2 separate regions of the Anser cygnoides genome follow, and region 1 is linked to region 2. A link is a contact called in public Hi-C data. All regions are on one chromosome and are shown on one strand. Each heading gives the region's core, a stretch centred on a gene start, on an enhancer-like site or on the middle of the called end of the contact. The rest is flanking DNA. Distances are from core to core; before and after follow the strand shown. Region 1 has its middle 35 kb from the start of SLC5A7. Region 2 overlaps ST6GAL2 (ST6 beta-galactoside alpha-2,6-sialyltransferase 2).

What was found. A called contact is a pair of places that touch in the nucleus more often than the background predicts.
Region 1: a contact with region 2 is called in a Hi-C map of granulosa cells, with 3 times the contacts expected there. The contact joins two enhancer-like sites. A contact is called at or near these places in 3 of 7 Hi-C or Micro-C datasets (granulosa cells and liver).

Annotation. Positions count from the first base shown.
Region 1 is chr1:145,826,189-145,832,623 of Taihu_goose_T2T_genome, forward strand. No RefSeq gene overlaps it. Among named protein-coding and RNA genes, the nearest start is that of SLC5A7, 35 kb to the right of the region's middle. Within about 2 kb of position 3,448, at least 1 of the 3 cell types and tissues checked has open chromatin away from gene starts, as enhancers often do.
Region 2 is chr1:145,487,644-145,494,955 of Taihu_goose_T2T_genome, forward strand. It overlaps ST6GAL2 (ST6 beta-galactoside alpha-2,6-sialyltransferase 2), which reads right to left. Exons shown (of 6, transcript XM_013190226.3): 2 at 6,896-7,312; 3 at 2,566-2,663. Among named protein-coding and RNA genes, the nearest start is that of ST6GAL2, 160 kb to the right of the region's middle. Within about 2 kb of position 4,613, at least 1 of the 3 cell types and tissues checked has open chromatin away from gene starts, as enhancers often do.

The DNA of each region.
Region 1 (6,435 bases), core at 2,198-4,697, 340 kb after region 2:
TCACCTTTCCAGGACCAAAAATCAATTCTGACATGAGGGAAAATGCATTTAAGTGGGGAAGGGGGAGGTGGGGAGTACAGGAAAAAGAAAAAAAGAAAAAAAAAAAACTTTTAAAACATCCCCAGGAAGTAAACACCCCGCCACAAGGTAACAGAAATCCAAATGCCTTATTGCCAGCTAGGTGCACGTCGGTCCACACTGCCTGCTCAGTACTTTGTGATCGTCTCTGGCTGTGTGCTCTAAAAATGTAAGTGTGAATGCTCACGCTGTGACCGTGGCCCCGAGGAGATCATTAATTGGCTTTGTGCTATGCCCATACATGAAGCCTGATGCTAAGGGGTCCTGGACGCAAGTAAAAGCTGAGACCTATTAAAGACAGTTCTCTATGAGCTTTTTCAGGCACGAAAGGGAGGTGTTCCTAGCTGCCTGCCTCCAGCAGAAGGGGTGTTCCTCACTGCCTGCTCAAGAGCCTGGGGCCACCCACCAGGAACAGGTTTGTAACGTCAACGGGCTGAGGACAGCCTCAGATCCTCCTCTTCATTGATCACTTTTTCCATCAAAGAATGATGAAAATTTTATGTACCCCTTCACTCTGCATTGCCACACTGTGTCACTGGCATGTTTTTGCACAGTTGTATGGGAACTTTTCCTAGCGATAGGAGGTAGGATTCAGAGCCACTCTGCAGATAGACTTTAATTTATTTATTTATTTTAATCTCTGAGAGAGTGTGTGAACTGGTCACATTTTGTGCAAGGGTGCTAGTAGTATTTGCAGTTTCATCCACCTCTTCCAACAATTGAGTTTCTCCTTGTTGCAAGTGTCTTTGCCTGCAGAAAAGTTGGATAATTTTTGGTGCAAAGGTGGTAGGATTTGAGATAGGAACAGGTACCAGATGGATTTGATAAATCAGTTGATAGTCCAATTAACTCAGCCGGTAGGAATTTTGCCTTCACATTAGCACTAGCAATAACATCTTGTTGGCCTCTCTCTCTTGATTGGGGCTATAGACTGCAGAAACCCTGCTGCTGCAATCACGTTGCTTCAGACATTCTCTGGGAAGCAGAAGGGGTCAATATGTTAATGACTGTGAACAATTGATATCTGTGGTACCTTATTTAGTCATTGATGTCCAGAGCAGAGTAAGCTGAAAAACATAGTCTGTTCAAACATTATCTCCCTTCTTTTTTAATCAGTTCTCTAGCTGGCTCAAAAACAGAAGGTTCCTTTTTAATCCATTCTGTGGTGTGTTTTTTTTTTCTTTCTTTTTTATTTTTTCCTCTTTTAATTGACACCAGATTTTGGAACATTTAATCAACTGTATTTGTGACATTGATGTTAGGAACACATTTCCCTCAGTGGAATGAGGAAAAATAAAGAGCCATAACTGGAAACAGGAGTGTAGACCCCAGATAATGGTGCAAATCTATGGAAAACAGTTTACATAGTTGAAAATATAGCCACATTCATTCCAGCAGTGTTTCCTCACCACAAAATATACACTGCAGGGTATTTAACTTTCCAAGTATTTTTAACCTCTTAGGCAGCTGGTATTCTGGGGAGAAAAAAAAAAAATGTCTAAATTTTATACTCCGTTTTCTACAGTTTCTAATGGATATTTTTCTAGGGGCAGTTATGAGCACATGTCCCAAGGACTGCAGCTGCTCTGCAAGCTGGTGCAGGCACAATGTCTCCCACCTTGGAGTCTCCCTCCTTGGAGATCTTCAAAAGCTGCCTAGACATGGCTTTCCAAACCCCATCCCTGTGTCAGGACCCTGGGAGCATCCCTCCTCCTGGTGGTTTGGCTGCAGGGGCTCAAGGCCAGCTTAGATTTGGTATAATCAAGATCAGCCCCCATCCCATTCAGACTGTGTTCCTATGTCTCCTGGCTCTCTTGTCCCTGCTTCCACCTCTTGTACACTTCATTTTTACGTCTAAGTTTCATCAGGATTTCCTTGTTTATCTACCTAGCTCTCCTGGACCCCTCCTCCCTCCAGGGCTGTATTCCATGGGACTCTTCCAATGAGGTCTTTGAATATTCCAAAGTCTATCCCAAATGGGGGATATGGAGGTCCTAAGAGATCTCTACAGCCTTTCAGGTTATTGCAAGACAGACAGGAGGTCACCAGCCATTCACTCAAATTAAAGTAGTCTTGGTAGTCATCTGGTCCTAAGCTCATAGGTATAATTTGAGATAACTGTCACTTATTCTGTAACGAATTTGCATCATTTCTTTCAGAAAATGCTTTGGATTTCCCCTTTCAAAATAAACAGTTAAACAAAACTCGTATTCTGAAGTTTGAGGTAACCTTTTTTTCCCCATCAAGAAACCTAGATGCTCTGTGCTGATCCCATGCTAGTTCCACAAAAATGCAGTATTACTAGCTTTGTGAATGGCACCAGTTCTGCAAACAGTAAAATACCTGTTCAGCTGTGACAATTCTGTGCTATTTAAATTTTAATGCATGTTCAAAGACCTCAAAATCAGGCCCTGAATCAGATTAAGCTCAGTCCAAGTAGACGTAACCTACTGTCATATTTACATATGTTAATTCTGTGACAAAATAGAGAAGAGCATCTCAGTAATAACTCCACTCATGCTAATAAAACCAAGGTGTCTAGAGAGGATAATTACTCTATGACCTTGCTGCTTCACGGTGAATGACCTTGTAAGATTGGAGTGTCGAGGTGGCTGAAAATGTTCTGGTAGAAGGCTTTTCCATTAGAGACTGATCCCAGAGCTGAGACATTGCACAAGAACATATACATTGTCCTGAAGATTTTGACACAAAATTACCGAAATTGTCGGTTTAAATAATTTTGCAGCTCTCAGCTTAATGTGATTGCAAAGCTCTATTTGAACTAGTACATCGGAATTTGAAATGCACAAGGTACAATATAAAACTCAAAGCAAGAAACTTAAAGTGAAGCCTTTAAATAAAGTCGTGTCAATGTTTCTCACACTGTCTCAGTGAAAAAATAAAAATAAAAAATTACATGTAATTCACAACATGAAGGAAGAATGAAAGGTAGAATGCTTTTCACTTTTTGACTAGAGGTACCTAAAGAAGCATATTACTAGGGCAAAAAGACAAAGACTAGCATCTCCCAGATAGGCAAAATAGAGTTAATTTCTTTATTTGGGACTTCCTTTCAATTTATGTAATTAAGACACTGAGATGATAGCAATGTTCTCACGGTTTGAGAGGAACAAATACCTGTGTTCTACACAGAAAAGAGATAATTTATCAAACGCTAAGGATAATCAGCATATTTACATACACACTTTTATGTTTAACTGCCAATTTCTGTTTCCCAATTAAAGTGGTTTATTTGACTCTTATCTTTAGCTAATTAGTACTTATTTTAGGGAGTGAATACAGAGTAGGTTTCATGGGAAAGTAAAATCATTGGCTCCAAGTAAGGGGAATAGCTCGATGGCTGGTAGAGAATTGCCCCAGATAATGAATTCCTACATGTTTTGTAATGTAACCTAATGTCTCATGCAGCTACTAAGCTCCCAGATGGCCCAGCAGAGGCACATACTCATCAGGTGACATATTAGCCAATTTAAAAGATAATTAGTAAGCACCACTCTTTCTGTATTCTTTAAGCATTAGGAAGATTCACATTCCACTCTTTTATGTACTGGCCTCCAATTGAAAACATACGGAGTGACTTTTTGTGTGTTTGTGTGTGTGTAGGTGCTGTTCTCTGGCTGCTCCCACTGACCTCAGCACCGAACCTATTTGTTAAAGATTCTTTTGTGTACTTATGCTACTGTGGTTTTGTTTTTCTAAGCATCTCTATTTTTTAAGGTAGTCACACTGTCAGGATATCTGCTGCTACAGTTGCCATTCCAAGTTTCATACTAGGGGCAATTTGTTTTTATTTTTCTTATATCAACAATCCCAGTGCTTTACATCACCAACACAGTGAATGAGGCAGGTATGATCCAATTATTGAAGGATATCAATACTATGTATGCTGGCAACCCAAAACTTTTGTGAAATTATTCACCAAAATGATGAGAAAGATGAGGAAATTCCAGGAAATGAGCCCTGAGACTGGTTCGCTTCTGAACCAAAGTATGGACCTAGCTCATCTGGGTTCCCATCTTTTTTGACAAGTAGGTAATAACTGAGCAGCTCTAAAAAACTGAGTGTATAACTGTGTACAGCTAAGGTTATACACAGTTATCCTGAGGTTAGCTCTCCCTCAGGATTTAGTCTGGACAGGACAGGCTCTGAATTAAGGGGCGCAGCTGCTCTGTAGTAGTGTAAGCAGATCACTACATCCTTCTCCCCAGAGCATCCCAGCCTGTTTTCCTTCCTGAAGCAGCAAATAGTGAAAGGTGTGAAGCACTGGGACAAGTCTATGGGAACAAGATCCTGGGACCTGACCCTTTACCATCTGGATTTCAGACAGATTGGCCTATATCTGTTTTGCATTCCTCAGGTGCCCAATCCTATAATTAATTTCTCCATTGCATATGTACACCTATTCCAGCAACTGTTTATAACCTAGAGGAGGTTTAAATACAGTCAACACACACAAAATAGTTGTTCATGCTGGATTCAGCTGCTTAGATCTTTTTATCCAATCATTTTTCAGTCATAAGCACATTTTTTTTCCTGTTTGCTCATACCTCAGTGTCAATTTTCTGCCATTAAAATCTCAACAGGACAATTATATAGGTATTATGAAGGTGGAAATTCCATTTAAACACATTGTCATCCACCTACCACTTAGTCTCCTGTATGTGCTTGAGCCACAGTGCTCAGTTGCAAAGTCCTAAGTCTGCCTCCAGATCCGTAATTACTTCACGTTAATCCTTTGTATGCCATTTAGATAGACCCACAAACAGACAAATACTCTTTGCTTTGCAGCATACAGTTCCAGCTGAGTGCAGTGACATGTAGGTACCTTCATGTGCCTTACTGTTTCTACATCTTCATTTCCTCAACCCGTCAGAGGTGGATGACAGACATTTTTGCAAAGAGCTATGGATGAAAGGTGGTAAGACTCATCACAAATGAGGTAGAAGAGAGTGCTGGGAGTGGTTTAGACTCACCCAGCAGAACCGGTTATTTACCCCACCTCGCACTAACCAGTTATAATTTCAGCAGGACACTGCTGCTGCTGGCCAAAACTATAATTAGTCCAAAATTACTTATCATGCAGTCAGCCTTTATGGAGGGCTTCAAACATTAGAAACAAGAGTGCAGATCAGGTGGGAGAAAGCACATGCTCAGGCACCCACGGCCATCAGCACAACTGGGAGATTGGCTGGTGGGTCAGAAAGGTGCATCAGGTGTCAAGATGCTGGAGCAGAAAGAAGCGGGGTCCCTGCAAGGGCTCGAGGCACTCAGAGGCTCACCTGACACCAACCCCACTCCCCTCCCCAAATGCAGGATCTCAAGCTTTTACAAGATGTTTCCATTTTTCTCAATGCCTTAAAGGCCTTGGCCTCCACCCCGGGCAAAACACTGTGCATTGTTTTCCCAGGCTTCAGCAGCCATACCCTGCTGATCAGCTAGGCTTGTTTTTGTGCTTTGTTGTTGCTTCTCTTCTTTGTTATACTTACAGCAATTTCTCCTCAGCTCTCAATGTTGCACTTCTTCAACAGCAAATAATTTTCCATCACAGAGGTGTTTATAGTTGGGCAGACTCTGTTTACAGCTCATGCCCAAGGCCTTCACTGTCATCCCACGCTCAAACCATCCATCATGGCCAGGGACTCCATGTGACAAACTGGGGTTCACACAGAAAGTTACCACAAGGAGTTGAGATGCTTATAGGAGCAAAGAACATTTTCTTTCACAGTGATTTAATAGCTACATATTTCCCCAGTCACCATAAGAAAGGGATAGGCAGGCTCTGCCTTTTCCAAGGTCTGGGTTTAGAGGACTGTCATTGCACACACAGCCAGTGTGGGAAAAGTGGGAAAAGTGGCAGAATATTCCCCTCCCCACCATCAGAAGTATGAAGCAACCTCAGCTCCCGTGGATTTCAGTGGGCTGGCAGGGACCTTGAAAACACTACCACTGCGATTTCTGTCTCTGTGCCTTCACTTGGAAGAGGTTCTGACTGTAATCACCTAGGCGTCTGTTGTGGGCTGCAGAAATGCAGAGAAATATCTGGATTTCATAAGCTGCTGCTTCTGCACTCCTTCAAGTTAAGGACAACCGTACAGATTTCTGTGAAATACCAGTGAAAAAAAAAAGCTCTAAGACTTAGAGGTGAAATTTGTCACAGCTGTGAATGTATACAGCCAAGTGTTAAACCCTTGAAAAGAAGATTAAATGTGTAAATGAGAGGCATTTCAAAGAGACAGCAACAGAAGTCTGTGGCAGTAAAAATTAGGCATACTGTGTAAAAGGTGTTATTCTGAAAAGAGAACTTACAGATTCCTGTGAATGGAGCAAAGTTGAAAC
Region 2 (7,312 bases), core at 3,363-5,862:
TGTTCTGATCTACTGCTCTCTTGTAACTCCCTCCCACATCTACTGGTACTCTGATCCTCCCACCCTGTTTCCCTTTTACTCCTGCTGGTTTCTCGTTTCCCAGACTCTCCGTGCTTAACCAGATCTCTCTGATCCCTGGTGCATCCAATCTCAGGAAGGATCGGACCAAATGATTTCACTACTGGTTGAAACATCATGAATTTGGCTCCAGCTGTTAAACTAATCAACGTTCCAGACAAATAAATTCATACTAATTTTCATTTCCCTTTAGAATCCAATGAGCCGTATTTGATTATGCATATTTTTCTTCAGAAAAATAATATTGTTGCCATAGCAATATTCTTTCTACCATAAACTTTAAGCTTAATGACTTTCCATCAGCTTTCTACAACAAGAACAGCATTAGTCTTGCTGCCATCAGCATAGCTAACTCCATTTCTCAGAACAGTTTTTGTCTGAGAATGTAAACTCCTTTCTTGAGACTACAGAGTAAACAGACCAAAAGGTCAAGCTTTTAAAAGCTCAATTCTACAGTTATCACACAAAGGAGCTCTCTCACTTGCCTTTCAGCAAGCAAGAGTCCTTTAGAGGTGTTGTCCACACAAATTTTAGCTCTTAGTGAGCCTGCATTCATATGTATGAGATGAGTTTCCTCTGGAATAACAATGTGTGTTGTGGCTGCACTGGTTTCCTTCACATCCTTTGGGCTTTCATAGCAGAGAACATGAGGGAAGGAGAAGGCCACAACAGCCTTTTAATTCACTGAATGCAGGAATTTCCTACAGTAAGGAGAGGAGGGTCAGAAAGCCAGCATGGATTATGCATCTTCAGAATCGGTAAAGCAAGCAACTTTTATCAAGTGACCTGTGAAGATTTCTCTCCTGGGGGTGGAAAGGCCAGTCTCCCAACAGGAAGCGAGAACATCACAGAGAGCTTCCAACCTCTTTAAAGGAGCAGAAAGGTGGTGGGAATACAAATATTTGTGAGGAAGCTGTGTGAGCCGACCTGGCCTGAATTTTAGTCATGCCCTGTGGTTTCTTCGGAAGCTTTGTGGAGACCAAGTGATGTTCAGCACAGCAGAGAAGATCACATGAGCCTCCATTACCACCACAGCAGGAGTGTGCCACATCAGCTCAGTGAACACAGAGGATCCCACACAGCATAAAACAGCTAATTTAGCCGTTTAGTCTCTCTGAATTCACTTAGGAGCTAACAAAGCTCAAATCACTGCCTGGAGGCACTTTTTCTTACAGAGAGTCTAGTGGGACTAGTCAACTAAATGAGGTCTCTAAACCCTCCTCCTTGCCCCAAGACAGGAGTTTAGGCATGGTCAGCAACCACGATGTTTCGGCTAGAAGTAAACAAAAGTAAAATCAAGACCAGTTAAGGAAGAAAAAAAAAAGTTAAAATAAATGACACTGAGATCAATGTTCTCTTATACATTGATTTCACAACTAAAGTCAGATATTTTGGGTTTCTTCCTGTTAGTAAAACAGGAGTCGTATTTAACCCACATAGTTTCAAATATCCAGGCTGCCCTGCATTGTCACAAAGAGCTACAAAACGAGTGTGAAGGGAATGGCAGCAAAAAGTATTCTATATATGGTGGCAAAGAACATGATTTTATACAGAGAACACACCCACCAAGGATGGACATTGCATGAGCCATCGCTGAAAGCAGAGAAAAAAAAATGAACTCATAAGAAAAGCTGCAAATGAAATTTCTGTGTTCAACAAAAATCATTATGTACATATCATGCTTCGTGGCCAACCATACTATTGGCATTGACTAATTAAACTCTCTCTGTCGGTATTTCATAAAATTTCACAGTAATTCTGTTGCTACATTTTAGCTGCATTTCATGAAGAGGAAAAAGGCTTAGTTTGCCCAAGATCAGAGTTCAGGCAATGTTTTTTTCAAAATTAAAAAACTACTCACAGCCATAAGGTGTCACTATAGCTCAATGCATACTTTATTTGTTGACACTCATATGCAGAAAATCCCATTTTCTGTTTCCACTCAGATAAACAAACTCATCTCAGATGTAATATCCAACGGACATAAAAGTTTTTTTTTTTTTTTTTAATAGTTCACTCCAAATTTTTAAAGAACGATGACTTGCCTAAAGTTATACATTAAGACCACTCAGTTCCCATTTCTTTCTCCTTCTAGCACGGAAATAATTGGGGAACTGGAGAATATAAGAAGAAAGCTTTGGAATCCCCACAGCCCAGGCTTTGTGAAGATCCCAGAGGTGGTGTGGCAAAGGTCTTTGGTACTTATGACTCTGGCACCCTGCTGAGCCTTTACAGATGTAGGACACACGAGAAATTCTACAAACAAATTCTTTGAGACAAGGATATCATGTAACTATTGCAATCACTCTACACTGACAGCACATGTAAACATCCCTGTAAGGGAGAACTTCTACCTGCTCTATATGTCATGACTGTTAAATCACTAGCTGTTTCCCAGATTACCCAACACTTTCTCAGAGGTTGTTAATTTAATGTCATCTTGTACAGAAGTGACATTGACTTGAATTCACAAAAGGAAGCTCCTACCTGGGAGTTGATGATTCGCATGGTTGTTTTATTTCCAACATCTTTTTCATAGCCACGTGTTGGAGCAGAATTAAATCTTAGAACAGCATCATGAGAATCTGGGAGTACAAATAAGGGGGGTTGTTTATATTATTTTTATTAGTCATACAGAATACTAAAATAAAACAAATGAATTAAACTAATGTAAAACTTGCACATTTTTCCTTATTTTTATATTCTATGAATGAAAAATGTTCTACTACAAGCAAACAAAAATCCTCTTGCATCTACCATTACCAACATCCACTAGGGAAAAAAAAAAAATCAATCATTTATAAATTCAGCTTTCAATACTTAAAAATGTCTCTTTATTGGATAAAAATAATATGGGAAGGTTTGTTCAATTGGTTGCTATCCCTATTTCAAAATTTACAAAGAATTATTACATGCAAAAGTATGTTAATTGCAAGGGTATCTAACTACACATTCAAATCAATAATGACACTCAACTATAAGCCTGAGTTTCACAGTATTGTATAATATTTGAAGAATCTCAGGCCACCCCAAACCTATTAACCAAACTAACTTATTCTCAAGGCCAGTACAGGTCTTAAAGAGTCTGTCTAGGAAGTTAATCCACAAAACTGCTCACACACAGAAACCTAAGGATCCCTCGGTAGCAAAGATCTAACAGAGCTGAACTGTCAAAGTTTCCCCACAAGCTGTTGACCTCAGAGTCATGCAGAACAGAAAACAGCTATAGGTCAAGTATGGGTCAAGCACAGATACTACATGCAGTCCTCTGCTGGATGAAAGATAATCATCTACCCAGTGCTTCCTTTCAGGGGGTATCAAAGCCCAAAAGTAGCGAGGGACAGGAAGAAATGATGCCTGTTGTCCAGAAACACACTATCCTTGTCAATATTCCCCTATACAGTTCACTTTTATCGCTTCTCCAGATTGAAGCAGAAAACATGTTTCAGACCAAAATGGTCATGTAATCCCTTAATTGTTTATACATTTGTTTATCTCTAGTCACTTCATATGTGGTTGGGTGTAGCTCAAAAATGGAGTAGGCAGAGGTTTCCAAAGGTAACTAATATGCTTCTATGGAGTTCAGGCCTGATCCTATCCAACTCCCATCTTCTGTCCTTTCACACCTTTACTCCACACTTCTTGTATTCCAGACAAGAAAATACTGTGTGACATGACGACAGCAGTTCAATCTCTGACATACTTGCTTGCCTGAACATGTGTCTGAAATGAGAAATTTTGCCAAACGTCCACTAAGCCCAACTTCTCACGGGCTGATAAGGAGTGGAGGCTTCTTCCATGTCCCTGCGCAGGAGCCACATATCTATCCCCAACACCTAACCTTCATCTGCCTAAGCAAAAGCATCTTGATTGTGTAGAAGCTAGAGGACATGAAGTCAATAGAAAGTGCAGGTACTCTACGCTTCTGGAGAAGGAAAAGAAAAACAGAGGTCCTTTACATCTGAAATTTGCTTATGAGTTTAAAATATAAGTTTGGACAACTATTTGAAAATCTTTTAAGTGTGAGTTGGGAATTGGATTGGGAATTGCACGGTTCACAACTTAGTTGAGAGACAGTGCACTGCATTTCCAAAAATTTTCACTCCAAAAAAAAAAGCTATTTTTATTAAAAAAAATAGGATGCAGCCACACAGTAACAATAACTGCTTTTAAGTTAACTAACTTTAATCTTAGTATCTTAGTGTTTGGAGATAAGCATTCCAAAGTTACAGAGAGTTTGAGGTTTGGTCACAGATCCCTGTTACTTCCTGATGATAACAAAACAACTAGGTCTCCCATTAAATAGCATAACCACGATGAGAGTATTTGCTGTATTGGCACAGACTTCCATACTTACTTTTATTAAAAAACGAGTGTGGGGCAGTGGCACCCACAATTGCACCAAAAGTACTCATTAAAATTTCTGCCTGCATTTCTAAAAGGAATACAGAAGAGGGCGCTAAAAGCATATGAAGAGAAAGGTCCTGTGCTGCTCCTTTCTCAAGCCTTTTTTTCTTTCAGGAGGATAAATAGTAAAAGCCTTTGCCTACAGCAACTTCATCAAGTAAGGCTGTACATCACATGGCCCAAACCCCAGAACTCATGCATAGGGTGTTTTTCCCCACTCCGTAATGACACAGACTTTGTGGACACTGAATAGCTTGGCAGGTTGGGCAAGCTGGCTCCAAAGAGCCAAGAGGAGCCATTCAAGGTGCCTCACAGCAGGCAGGCTGCTGGTGGTTTCAAACAACAGCTGTAATCCTGATGCCAGCTCTGTGAGGGGACTGTTTTCTCCTACAGCTATGCATGCACAGAATAAAAAAAATAAATAAAAGTGTATCTTACACAATCTGATCTTCCTCTTCCTGCTCAGATTCCTCTCACTTTTTCAGAGTACTAGAGGAGAGGTGGAAAGTCAAGGCCGTAAGCTCAGCTGCACCACATAACACCTGGACTCCACATGGGAAGATAGCTCCTTCCCCATATGAATAACAATACAAATAGATGCTGGAGCTTCCATTTTCCATATAAAGATGACGACACTGGAATGACATCTGTAGTACGCTGGCACTTCCACGGAGTAGCAACGGCCACTAAGACCCATCTAGCTGCTGTCAGTCAGCTGGGCCCCTGCAATTCTGGTCCCAATTGTCTGCTCAGCCAAAAGTACCTGCCCACGGCCTGCACAACACTTAGATAAAGTCTTTTGTGAGTCTTGCTGCCCCACATGCTTTCCTGTAAAATAGGTAGGAGGAGATCTGAAACTTCAGCATAGGCCTTACAAAGTAGCATCTCTTCCCTTTAGGTGGCATCAGAGGAAAAATTCCAATTAAATCTAAAAGCTATTTTGAAGTGAATGGCATAAGCTTTCTGTGCCCTGGGTCCTTCTGAGGGAATGGATACACACAGGAGTGTAAGGGCACCAAATCCCATCCTGGGCTGTACCTGAGCATGCACGTGTCATGATGCACACAGCCATATGTAAGTAAGTCACAATGTGTGGGGTTCCCCCAATTGTTCTCTGGGTTCGCCAGTACAGCACTAATCCATACTTGTGTGAACCGTATTTAATGGGGAATAACGATAACAAAGAATTTGTTTCAATCAAGAATTACACACTGGAGAAGGGAGGAGCTGTTAAGCTATTTTACCCCAGAGATTTCTAAATCAGTGGGGCTTCCTGTGAAACTGAGGGTTACCCTGGTTTGACTTTTGCTGCAGGCCAGCAGGGCACCTGGGTTGTGTTGGAGACCTATTAGAGCAGATTGGTAATTATAGAGGCTCTAATATATCCCAGAGATTTAAAGGAAATCCATCTGTGTTAAAGAGATGATAGAGTGTGATGAAGCAGGTATTGGGATGTGAAGTCCTGGAAGATGGGAGGATTAACAAAAGGTACATCAGAAGGTTTTTATAGGGAGCTGAAGGCGATAATTCTTTGCTCAGGAAGCAAGCTTGAAATGTACATTTCGTCCTTCTTACAATACTGCACATGTACTACAAAACGAACCACTGAGATATTAACATAACTACTAACACTCATTTTTGAGAAGAAAAAATAAAACTGACTTGGATTAGTTTTATGGCTCCACAATCCTCTTATGAACAGCTATCACAAAACTCTCAGCTTCGGGGAATTCTGTGTAACATTGACATCTCAGCACCATCTCACTGACTCAGTGCAGCAATGGAAAAACAATGGGAGGAGATACTCAAACTCATTTAAATTCACACTTGGAAAAGACATCAAGGGACTTAACCTTGGAGCATGAAGCTACTTACTCAAGGATCTATATTCTATATGCCTGTGAACTCTAAACATGCAGAAGATTAAGATGATGCTCTACTGCTTCTTGGCACGGAGACAAAGTTTAGCCTGGGACAGTTAACGCTACAAGCAGTTTCTCTACAAGTCACCCCAAAATATGGACAGGTACAACAGAACTTTTTGGAATAAAACCTGAATATGCCTCTAATCTGCTGAAGAAATAAACATACTTTGCATAAAAATGCCAAATATGGCAGATCCGTTGAAACAAGTGTCTTTTTTATACTACAAGCTGTAATATGCTAAGAAGGCATCATTGTTTTCTTCAAATCAAATTATGACTTCAGGCCAGATTTTCCTTTCAGTTATATTGCTCTGAAAGGGAACAGCTTCACTGAAATCTGTAAATTCACACTCACATAACACTGGTGAGAGTGAATAACCAGACCCTTCAGAGACCTACACTTGAGAAGAATGAATCCTTTGAAAGACAAACAGGAATACGCACGTGTACATACATATGCACATGAATAGATACATTTCACCCACCTATTTCATCCCCTAGAGAGGAGTTCAGTATGGCACCGGCAGACATAACTACAGCACAACTCCCAAAGCCATGTGTATACAATTTGCCCAGTGGAATTTGGGGAACGTGCTTCTCCCAACCAAGAGTGGAGAAGGGAGCCTCCTTGCCATCTATTGTTCTCACATTCACCCTTTCTTTTAGCTCACAGAAAAGCTGGTCGCCTGTCAACTTAGAGTTTCGTTTCCCTTTGAACCGCACCCCATGCTTATTAGTGCTCAAATAATCTTTCATCGCCTTCTGCAGTCGAGGGTTTAGCATCTTGGAAGAGACATCCCCTTTCCAAAGCTTGTAAAGAAAGGATTTCGACATCGTGGAATACAGCCCATCCCAGTCATCAGATTCATCAAGCATCTTGCTTCTCCTGTGCTTTGCGCTCC